Regions from separate parts of the Hordeum vulgare genome. Here all the other regions are linked to region 1. Evidence: chromatin contacts called from public Hi-C data. All regions are on one chromosome and are shown on one strand. The core of a region is the stretch at or near the end of the contact, and the rest is flanking DNA. Distances in the headings are between cores, read along the strand shown. Region 1 holds the start of LOC123394920. Region 2 holds the start of LOC123395312 (F-box/FBD/LRR-repeat protein At3g26920-like). Region 3 holds the start of LOC123453178 (F-box protein At5g03100-like).

Evidence for each region. Hi-C and Micro-C count contacts between places; a contact is called where the count stands out from the background.
Region 2: a Hi-C map of leaf shows a contact between it and region 1, with 9 times the contacts expected there. The contact joins the promoter of LOC123395312 here to the promoter of LOC123394920 in region 1. A contact is called at or near these places in 2 of 6 Hi-C or Micro-C datasets (both in leaf) and 1 of 1 datasets of contacts at active chromatin or transcription factors (embryo).
Region 3: a contact with region 1 is called in a Hi-C map of leaf, with 2.0 times the contacts expected there. The contact joins the promoter of LOC123453178 here to the promoter of LOC123394920 in region 1. A contact is called at or near these places in 2 of 6 Hi-C or Micro-C datasets (leaf and seedling) and 1 of 1 datasets of contacts at active chromatin or transcription factors (embryo).

What each region holds. Positions count from the first base shown.
Region 1 is chr5H:66,576,007-66,579,688 of MorexV3_pseudomolecules_assembly, reverse strand. LOC123394920 reads left to right here and starts at 2,289. Exons shown (of 2, transcript XM_045089806.1): 1 at 2,289-2,984; 2 at 3,072-3,468. The coding sequence starts at 2,714. The coding sequence ends at 3,265.
Region 2 is chr5H:66,999,550-67,003,416 of MorexV3_pseudomolecules_assembly, reverse strand. It overlaps LOC123395312 (F-box/FBD/LRR-repeat protein At3g26920-like), which reads left to right and starts at 2,420. Exons shown (of 3, transcript XM_045090297.1): 1 at 2,420-3,388; 2 at 3,504-3,638; 3 at 3,730-3,867. The coding sequence starts at 2,483.
Region 3 is chr5H:67,057,174-67,060,906 of MorexV3_pseudomolecules_assembly, reverse strand. LOC123453178 (F-box protein At5g03100-like) reads left to right here and starts at 2,377. Exons shown (of 3, transcript XM_045129951.1): 1 at 2,377-3,522; 2 at 3,645-3,733. The coding sequence starts at 2,527.

The DNA.
Region 1 (3,682 bases), core at 1,040-3,539:
CGCCAACCCCACTAGCTTTCGGGTTGCTGCCTCGCGTGCGAGCTTGCGCCACACTCACCCTGACTCGCTGAAAACTACCAATTCGAGGGTTTTCAGCGAGCTAGGCTCTGTGTTGTTTTAAGGTTCGTGCTGATGCGAGCCAGCCCACCCCGTATTCAACCAAACACACTTTTCTTGGCCCAACTCGTCCTGAGGCCTAATGCATGCAATCAAATACACCCTTAGTGTGCATAGGTCTAGCTTCCCAACAGTGAATGGGTGGCAGGCGCTAGAGTGGCCCACGACGACCGCGAGGGAGGGAGACGGGGATGGGTGGTCGGCGGCGAGGAGCTTGGAACCCCTTGAGGGACTTGGGGGTCGGGGAGGGGAGGGGAAAAGCCCCGTCTTTCGGTTGAAATCTTAAAGCTACAACGAGTCAAAGCTATATGACTAATTTTTCAATCCTAGTAGCAGCTTGCTCCTTAGGAATGAGTGGAATGAGTGTGAGAAGAGAGAAATGTTTTTTTTCGACGTGCAAGGTATGAGCACTGCCGATTTTCATTAAGAGAGGAAAAAAGAGAACAAAGTGGACCTGTATATAAGGGAAACTAGGCCAAAAAACCTTACAACACACGATTAAAACAGAGGACAATCGTGCAACAACCCAACCCTTGCCGACATCGACAACTCAAAACTCCACCACCAACACGCCCACAAACCTGAAGAGGTGTGAGGACTATTCGGCGACGCCTTCAAGAAGCATCGTCGCCGGTATCCTTCGACCCCCATCGAACCAAGGCTTTCGCCCACAGTCATCCACAACAACTCCGTCGGACCTCGGGAAAGTCCAGCCACACCAAACAGCCTACACGACAACCCTAGAACCGACAAACCACGAACTAGTGAAGGGGAGGAACTCTTCAACGACAACTTCAAGAAGCAATGCCACCGGTATCCATCGATCCCCATCGAACCAAGGCTTTCGCCTAGAGCCCTAAGCCTCTCCACCTATACAAGCACCGGGGAAGGAGCTTAGCCACTGCCAACAGAGAGCGATCTCCCGCAGAAGCAGACCAAAGACGTCGGACCCAGGAATCATCGATCGAGCCACACAACACCAAGGAGACGAGCAACCGTCGATGAACAACACAACCTGACCACCACCAACATCCACCAACGAACCGGATCTGAGAAAGGATGGCCCCGCCAGACATACCACCGACAGGACCACCTACACCACGTAGAGGCCACTGCACCAGGGAGACTAGCAGCTCCAACCAGCACCGCACCAGCCGGAGCACACCACAACCTTGACAGAACAAGCCATCGGCCCGACCAAGCAGGCCGCCTCCGATCAGGAAAGGCGGGAGCAGCAGCTCCAAACCTGGCCCCGACCAGCGTGCACCACCACGCACCGGCCAGCAACGGCCGAGCTGCACCACCCCCGTCGCCAGTCCGACCCCACCAAGAGCCCCCACCGCCGCGTCCACCACACGCCACATCCGGGTGAAGCAGCCCCGGATCTGCGCCCTGTCAAGCACGGACGCCGCAGCAAACGCCACCACCACCCAAGGCACGCCGGGCCAGCTCGTCTCGGGGACGCCACCCCGGCCCCTCGCGCGAAAACGCACCAAGGACCACCATGGCCGCCGCACAAGATCGGCCACCCCCGCGGCACCGCGAGAAGAGGGAGCCCCGCCACCACCGTCATGGCGACAGGCTTCGCCCGACCATGTCAGCCGACGGTGGCGAGGGGAGAGGGCAGGGAGGAAGGGGCGCTGGCGGCAGGATCTGGGGCTTCCGCCCGTGTCGCCCCTGGAGGAGCGACGCGGGGGACGGGGCGGGTGTGGTGAGGGGGGGGGGGTTGAAGAGAGAAATTTTGTCTATGGAGGTCCAGCTCTCCTTTGTGCCAATCTCTAAAGAGGAACGATGGTTTCTTTTTCGAATATCCGGTTGTATGATTTATTTATCGTTTTATTAGAGTGTAAGTACGCGCGCTAGCCAAGCAGCGTTTCTTTGGCTAGGCGTGTCTTTATTTTATTCATAATACTATAATCAATTACCTCTAATTAAATGCGCCGGTATCCCGAAAACCTTGCGTGTAGGGGCAGCTTGGGAGCCAAACACCGTCCCAACCGCGTGGACGCCCTAAAACCGCATCCACCCGTCCATCCACCGCCACCAACCGCCCAGATCGACGCGCTCTCTCTGGAAACAAGGAAGAAGACCAGCGCAACCCCGCCTCACCACGCGGCCGCCGCCTCAGCCCCAGCGGAGCCATGCCTTATATTCCGTCCCCCCACGCCACGATCCCGTTCACAATCGAATACAAACCCCGTCTCCTCCTCCTCCTCCCCCCCTCGCCGACGGGAGCCCAGATCTCTTCCTCCGCCGCGCCAGGACGAGCTCAGCCCCCTCGTGAATGGTGGGAACCCACACGACCTCCGCCTCCCCCTCCTCGCCGCAGCAGACGGAGAGGGACTCCTCCGCCTCCTTCCGCTGCTTCGGCGCCTGCATGCAGGGCTGGTACCACCGCTGCATCGGCCTCGACCCCTGAGCGGCCTCCCTCCTTCCCGTCGGCGACCCGACACACATTTTTCGATCCCCCCCGCCCGCGTTATTTTGATCTCCAGTTTTTTCCTTGCCGAGAAAGAATTCAACAGAAAAGAAAAGAGAGGAACAAGCGAATTTTGATTGATAGGTTTCGTTTGGTTTGATTGAATTGTCCGTCGCTATGGCTGTCGCTGTGCCCTCGACGCTGCCGATGAAGCTTAGGAGGGTTGAGCCCCGTGGCAAGGCCGCTGCGGCAGGGGTGGCGCGCGTGCTGGTGACGGTCACCGTGCTCGGGAGCGCCGGGCCGCTCCGCTTCCTGGTCGACGAGGGCGAGTCGGTCAACGGGCTCATCCGCTCCGCGCTCCGATTCTACGCCCGAGAGGGCCGCATGCCGCTGCTCGGCGCCGACGCTGCCAACTTCCTTCTCTACACCGCCAATGGCAGATCCGACGGTAAGCATGGTTTCATCATATAGATTGATAATTTATACTCTATTTCTTGGCGAGCACGTCCCTGAATCCCAAATTCGTTCGTTGCAGCTCTCAAGTCCGATGAGAGGATCAGCTTCAATGGATGCAGGAGCTTCATGCTATGGCAGAAGACTGTCGCCGACAAGAATGGGTCTGAGCCAGTGGTGGCTACCACGGTTAATTCTAGCCCAGGCAGAAAGGGGATCGGCGGCTGGAAATTTGGCCTAAACAAGATCCTTCTCAACTTCAGCTTCAAGGTGTGACCCATCGATGAGTTTGAAACTAATAAATATTTGAAACTAATAAATGCGATTCGGCGAATCGATTGTAATCGGCTGTCAATTTTACTGAATTTGGAAGTCTGTTGCTTCTGCATTGTCTTTTTTTGTTTGTTTGGTTCAGTTGCTGTTCCATCGTCCTCTACATGAATGAATGAATGAATGAGATTATAAGTTTTATTCATGCATTCAGAATTGTTCAGTGTGAAACTTATATGCATTGAAGTTAAATTTACTCTGGTTCGATTCTTATGCTGTGTTTATGTGCATCAAATAGCGGATCGATCAAAGGAATCTGCTGAGGGTAATCGCAAAACTACCCAAGGGAATGAGTTGTTTTGGCCGCACTGCTGTAAACCAAGTGGTTATTTGCAATCTTTGTGATGATTCAGTGCTTCTAAT
Region 2 (3,867 bases), core at 1,171-3,670, 420 kb before region 1:
AACTATTTTATCAAAGATGATGGAAACATAAAAATAATAAAAGAATGATTTTTTAGCTGAAAATATGAAATAGGAGGGTGGAAATATATAAAAATGATATTGGACATAAAAAAAGATTTAATAAAATAAAAATAAGATGAAACATGCATATTATCAAAATCACTAGTTAAAGAGCACCCTTTGCAAATGTCACTTCCACCAACCTAGGTTGCGACAAGTGTCACACTATATATGCGTCACTTATCAAAATATGAGAGGTTTTCTCTTTTTGGTAGATTCATTGATTAAAAATGATTTATCATTCAAACTGTGCGTTCAAATCTCAAACAGTACGTTGAATTCTCGTTGGATTCCTCACGCCGAGATCTTCAGACCTAGATCTCATGTTGATAGGTTTCGATGAACTTTGTTTTCACAAAAAAGAACCAAAAATCCAGAAACAGAAGCAAGTTTTGTTCCCTTTCTGACTGTGCCTCCCGCGGTAGCAAACTCATGCCTCCACGAGTAGAAAATCTGTGCCTCTCGTAAAGAAAAGGAAAACATGTTTTTTCTTTTTTCAAAGAGGTACGATCGTGGAAGCAAATCCGTGCCTCTCGCAGATAAAAAAACTGCGTTTCTATTCCCTTTCCAAGAGGCAGGGATATGCCTCTCGTTGAAGCAAATTCTGCTTCCCTGAGAAGCAAATCCGTGTATTTCGTGAAAGAAAAAAACGTGTTTTTCGTGCCTCTCGAAAAGCAAATTCATGTCTCTTATAAAAAAATGCATGCCCCTCGCAAAAAACATTTTTTTTGCATTCTTTATTTTTGTTTTTTGTTCCATATGCTAGTAAAAACTAAGAGAAACCAAAAAATGAAAAATCAAAAACATCTAAAAGCTGAAAACGCGTACAATAAAATAAGGAAAACAAAATTCAAGAAAACCACCCAAAATGCGATACATGGCAATGACTGAGAACATGCTAAGTTATGTGCTCTCAGCCCACCTTAAATAGTCAAGTGATCCTTGAAAGGTTTCGGAAGGAGTTCTTCTAGGAAGCAACTAATTGAGAAGCATTTAGCCTTCTAACGGTTATTTCATGTATCATCATTTGGCGCGTTTTTAGCCGGCGTCACGTGTCGCGTTTTAAACTTTTTTTTTTAAATTTGATTTTTTTTATATTTTTGCATGCATTTTCGGCTTTTTAGATTGATTTTTTCCGAGGGTTTTTATGTTTCGGTTTTTCATCGCTCTTTCTTAGCTTTTGAACATAAAAAATGAAAGAAATGCGTAAAAAATGCATCTTTTTCATGAGAGGCACGGTTTTGTTTTCGCAAAAGGCACGGTCGTGCCTCTCGAAAAGGAAAAAAATGTCTTTTTTTTGCGAGAGGCGCGGTTTTGCTATCACGAAAGGCATGGTTTTGCTTTCGTGAGAGGCACGATTTTACCTTCGCGAGAGGCACGTCGGTGCCTCTCGAAAAGGAGAAAAGAAAAACATATTTTCTATTTTTTTATGAGAGGCACGATTTTGCCTTCGCGGACCGTTCCTTTAGGAAAGAAAAAGAAACGGATTTTCTTATTTATTTTTCTGCGAGAGGCACGATTTTGCTTGTGCGAGAAGCACAGCTTTGCTTTCGGAGAGACATGATTTTGCCTTCGCGGAGGCACGAAAAAAACGCTTTTTCTGTTTTTTTCTATCGTGAGAATTACATTTTTTTCTTTATCAAAACCTATCAATGTGGGATCTAGTTTTGAGGATCTTGTCACGAAAAACACAACAGTGAAAATGATTCAAGATTTAAACGCACGGTTTAGGAGATAAAATATTTTTAAAATACGGATCTATAAAAAAAACTCTAGTTACGACAAATGACTCACTTATCGCAACCTGAAAAGGTGAAAATGATTTTTGAAAAATGTATTCTTCAATTAGTATTTCAGTTCTTCTATGCTGTCTACTACTCCGTACTCGTTTTATTTTAGAAACACTAGCAAAAGGACCCATGCGTTGTAACGGAAGAAAAAAATACCATACGGCACACGCTCTTAATTTATAAAAAATGTCTATAATTTGAGAATTTATAGTTACGATACAAATAAAGATGGTCTTATCCTACAAAAATGCAGTTCAAAATTTCACAAGTCTTCTATTTTAACACGGCTTGCATGTAGATTTAATACGTACAAAGAATCAGTCAAGTGACCTTCAGTTTCATCTCTAATCCTGATTTTGTTGACGTGTTCATCCCCAACCCGGATGAGTACCGGTATGAAAGAAAGACGAATAATGACTTATTTATTAAGATTGCACCCTAGATAGTATTTTTATTAAACGTTTAACAGATAAAATAATATCATATTTAAATTCTACATATTTTTTTAATCAAATTCCATGTATAATATGCCCAGCTCAAAGGAAGAAAGAGCATCCGCAGCCCTCCGGTGAACTTTTTCAAACGCAACCTCTGGAGTCTGGACCCACCCCGCTGAGCTGCGCATCTGAGATATGCGGCGGCGCGAGCCTCCGCCGCCGCCGGCCGGCGGCCCTATGACCCGAAGAAGGAAGTTGGCGGAATCCAAACCGCCGGCCGAAGACACCATCAGCAACCTCCCCGACGCCGTCCTCGGCGAGATTATCTCGCTCCTCCCCACCAAGGACGGCGCCCGCACCCAGATCCTCGCGTCCCGGTGGCGCCACCTGTGGCGCTCCGCCCCTCTCAACCTCGACTGCCGCGGCCTCAAGCACGGGGATGAACTCGCTGGTGCCTTGTCACGCATCATTTCTTCCCACCAAGGCCCCTGCCGCCGCCTCTGCATCCACGCCGACCTCCTTGACGCCCCATCCACCACCGTGGACTCCTTGCTCCGGTCCGACGCTCTGGGCAACCTCCAGGAGCTTGAGTTCTCATGCTTCGAGCAGCCGCCACCGGCGTCAATCTTCCGATTCTCGCTCACCCTCCGTGTTGTCACCATCGGATGTTGCAACCTCCCCGACAGCACCGTCCAAGGGATTCACTTTCCCCTGCTCAAGCAGCTCGGCCTTGAATTTGTCTGCATCTCGGAGTGCTCGCTGCACAGCCTGATTGCCGGCTGCCCCACGCTGGAGTCCCTTCTGATTCACCGCAGCTTTGGCTTTCTCTGCATCCGAATCAACTCGCTTTCCCTTAGAAGCGTTGGTCTTGATAGTTATGCTGTTTCAAGAAATAACAAAGTCCCGCTTCAGTTACATGAACTCATCATCGACAATGCTCCTTGTCTTGAAAGGCTACTCCTTCTGCATCAGGAAACTGGTCTGGACATATCAGTAATTGAGGCGCCTAAGCTGGAGACCATAGGCTTCCTTTCTGATGGGTATTACGAGTGCAGTCAGGATCAGCTGTACAGGCTCGCGTTTGGATCCACAGTTATTCTGGTATACCATCGATCCGTCATGCTTCTGAATTGCTCGATTGCATTTCTTTCAGTGCAAAAATCACATATCACCTTACTTGTGCATGGCCTAATGTTGTCGTTCATGCTTGGTGAAGGGATTACATGTTGATAATCTGGCGATGGTGGTGCGCACGGTCAAGATTGTAGCTGTCCGGATGAGAAATCTTTGTTTGGATGCGGTTATTGGTTTGCTGGCATGCTTTCCATGCTTGGAGAAGCTGTACATTAAGGTGATGATTCATCATTGAAAGTTAAACTACTCATTTGACCTGTTTCTGTTCTCAAGTGGTTGATTTAGTTATCTCTGTATGTTCTTTTTAGGCACGTACATCAGAGTCAAGCAACGCGTGGCGTCGTAAACACCGGAATCTGATCAATTGTCTTGACATCCGTCTGAAGACGATAGTTCTGAAATCATATCGGGGCATCAAGTCTCAAGTTAACTTTGTTTCCTTCTTT
Region 3 (3,733 bases), core at 1,128-3,627, 480 kb before region 1:
ATCTCTAGGAATCCAGCTGTGTTCCCAGATTTTTGTGGAAGCACCATTCCCAATGCGATGAATAATACCCAGGTTCAAGATGTTCCTTCCATCTGTCACAACACGCCAAATCTGGGATGGGTGGGATCCAAGTCCTGCTTCTAGGATAGAGGTATTCGGTTAGTAGAGTGATTTAAGAATACGAGCACTCAACGTGTTAGGCTCCTGGAACAGCCGCCATACTTGCCTCGATAGCAAGGCGAGGTTGAAGATCTCCATATCCGTAAACCCAAGCCCAACAAGGTTTTTTGGCCTCACGATGACATCCCACGATACCCAACAAGGCCTTCTCTTCCCTTGCTTTCTCCCCCACCTAAACTGGCGAATGATAGATGTTATACCTTCACACAATCGTCTCGGAGTGTGAAGCAAGACATACAAAAAAACAGGGATGGATTGTGCCACTTATTTGATGAGTACCTCCTTCCTTCCTGCACAAAGTAGTTTTCCATCCATCCTTTCACCTTTGCGCAAACTCTATCGTGCAAATACTTGAAAGAACCATTCTTAGACTGTCCCGCCTCTGTCGGCACGCCCAACTATTTCTCATTCATCGACTCATTCTACACATTTAGACAATTCTTCACTTCCAGTTTGGTAGAGTCGGGGCAGCCCTTACTGAAATAAATCGAGGACTTCTCATGGTTCACTCGTTGTCCCGAAGCAGCGTAATAAATATTCAGTAGGTTTGATACATGATTTGCACCCTCCACACTAGACTTAAAAAGCAACAGGTTGTCATCTGCAAATATAAGATGGCTCACAACCGGTGTTGTAGGGGCCACCTTGATTCCAAGTGATGATTACTGAGAATTGAATTTTAAAAGGCATGAAGATCCCTCTACTGCAAGTAAGAATAGGTAAGGGGAAATAGCATCTCACTGCCGATTCCCTTTGGATGGTTTAAACTGCTCAGCTTTTCACCGCTGAACATGACCGAGAATGATACATATCTCACCATGGTCATTACAATCTGGATCTACTGGGTGCGAACCCCGGTTTACTCATAATGGCCTGCAAATAATCCCACTTGAGCATGTTAGCCACCATCTTGGATGCTATTCTATAGAGCACATTACGGAGACTGATAGGTCTAAATTGAGTCAGCTGGGTCGGACTCATTACCTCCGGGATCAACACAAGAACGGTGTCATTAATATTCTCAGGACTCCCCTCCCCTATTACGATGTGCATCACCACGACAGAGACCTCATCTCCACATATATCCTAGTGCCTTTGATAGAAATGCGCTTGATACTGTCGTGGCCAGGCGCTTTGGTTGGAAAACATATGGAAAAGAGCTTGCTTCACCTATTCATTCGTATATTCAACACACAATGATTAATTCATGGCCGACGTTACTTTGCATGGTACATGCATTAGTACATCCCCTATACCCGTCACACACTCGAAAATATACAATGACTTGTAAAATTTAAGCACCATTGTTTTTAAAACTGTTAGGTCCTCCGTGTATATACCAAGGTAGGAGTATAGCGCCTTGATCATAGTTTTCTTTCTCCTCATGCTGGCCCACATATGGAAAAATTCTATGTTTTTATCCCCTTCAGAGAGCCATTGCAGCCTTGACCTCTGACGCCACATGATCTGTTTCCTATGGTATAATTCGAAAAGCCTCTCGTTGATCTTGATCTCTCTGTGCATAGGTCCCGTTCTGGCCGGATCGTCTCGAAGTTGCTGTAGCTAGCGCGTAAGAACTCTAATTTCCTTCTGGACACTACCAAATGACCCCTTGCTCCACCCGTCAGGTCCTTGGCGATCTTTAAAAGTTTGTCGCGAAGATTTCCCACCCCATAGCCAGGCGAAATTGAGTTCCAACGAGTGGATATAGCCTCCTACGAGTTCTCATGCGATACCCACATCACCTCTATATCTAAAACTCGTGAGCCGAGTGTTGTTCCCTTGTGTGCTCGCAAATTCTAGCAAGATTGGCCCATGGTCAGAGGACACAGCCATATGGTGGTTCAACGATGCCAACGGGAACCTAACGTACCAACTCGGTGATGCCAACACGTGATCCAGTTGTACACGAGTGTACGACCCACCATTGACATTTTCTCAAAGGTCGAGAAACGACCTTGGTAGCCCAAATCAATGAGCATGCGAAGATCCACAACATCCCAAAAAACTGAATTTGAGCGTTACTCCTGTTTGCTACTCCTTGATGTTCATCCGGATGTAGAACTTCATTAAAATCTCCCATGCACAGCCATGGCCCATGGGAGAGTATTCAAAGTTGCTATTCCCTTCATCATTTTTTTAGACAAACTATTCCCTTCATCAAGCCCACGTTTGGTTGTGTCGCAGCCGGCGCAAAACGCAAAGCAACATAAGCAGAAGGCCCAGCCCACTGCACTGCCCTCCTCCGAGGGAAAGGGAAAAAAACTCAAACCGAGGTTGCGAGTTGCGACCACGAGTGCGGCGGCGCTCCATCCACCTGTGCCCTAGTCCGGCCACCGTCCAGACATGGAGGCGCGCGGTCCTAGTCGTAAGAGGACCAAATTTACGGCGCTCAAGACCCAAGAGGTGCTGCCGGCCCCGGAGGCTTTGGAAGCCCCCGGCCACGGACCACCTCCCTCCGCCCACAACCAACAACCGCCGCCCGGAGTCGGGGACGACGAAGAAAGCGCCGACCTCATCAGCAACCTCCCCGACGCCATCCTCGGCGAGATCGTCTCCCGCCTACCCACCAACCAAGGCGCCCGCACCCAGATCCTCGCGTTCCGGTGGCGCCACATCTGGAGCTCCGCGCCTCTTAGTATCGACTGCGAAGGCCTCGCCGCCGATAACGAGGTACTCGCTGGCATCGTCTCGCGCACGGTTTCAGCGCATCCGCCCCCCTGCCGCCGCTTCTGCGTCCCCTCGTGCCTCCTCGGCGACCGAGCGTCTACGGTGGACGGATGGCTCCGAACCCCCGCTCTGGACAACCTCCAGGAGCTCGAGTTCTGGTTCAAGCCATACTACCGACCACAGCCGCTGCAGCATCCGCCACCACCGTCCATGTTCCGCTTCTCGGCCACGCTCTGTGTTGCCACCATCGGAAATTGCAACCTTACGGACGGCACCGTCCAAGGGCTTCACTTCCCCCTGCTTAAGCAGCTCGGACTTGAACTTGTCAGTATCTCCGAGTGCTCGCTGCATAGCCTGATTGCTGGTTGCCCTGTTCTGGAGTGCTTGCTGATTAGCCATGGATTCGGCTTTCGCTGCCTCAGGATCAACTCCCTTACCCTCAGAAGCTTTGCTGTCAAGAACTATCGGAAATGCAATGACCAGTTAAAGGAACTCATTGTGGAGAATGCACCTTGCCTTCAAAGCTTGCTCCATCTTGATTTTGACTATGGTCTGCATATATCAGTACTCTCCGCACCTAAACTGGAGACCCTAGGCTGCCTTTCTGATGGGTTTTACATTTCCAAGGAGGAGGATCTCTCCAGATTCGTGTTTGGTTCCACGGTTATTCAGGTACCTTTGCTCATCCTACTTGTTGCCTTCACGAGGCTTCTCAGTTTCATCTCTGTGTGCAGGAAAAATAAAACATTGTGCACTTGTCGTTTCCCTAATTTTCTCTATGATGCTTGATGAAGGGCTTGCGTGTTGATAAACTAACAACGGTGGTGCACATAGTGAAGAATTTAGCCGTCAATATGAAGGTTCTTAGTTTGGATACAATTAT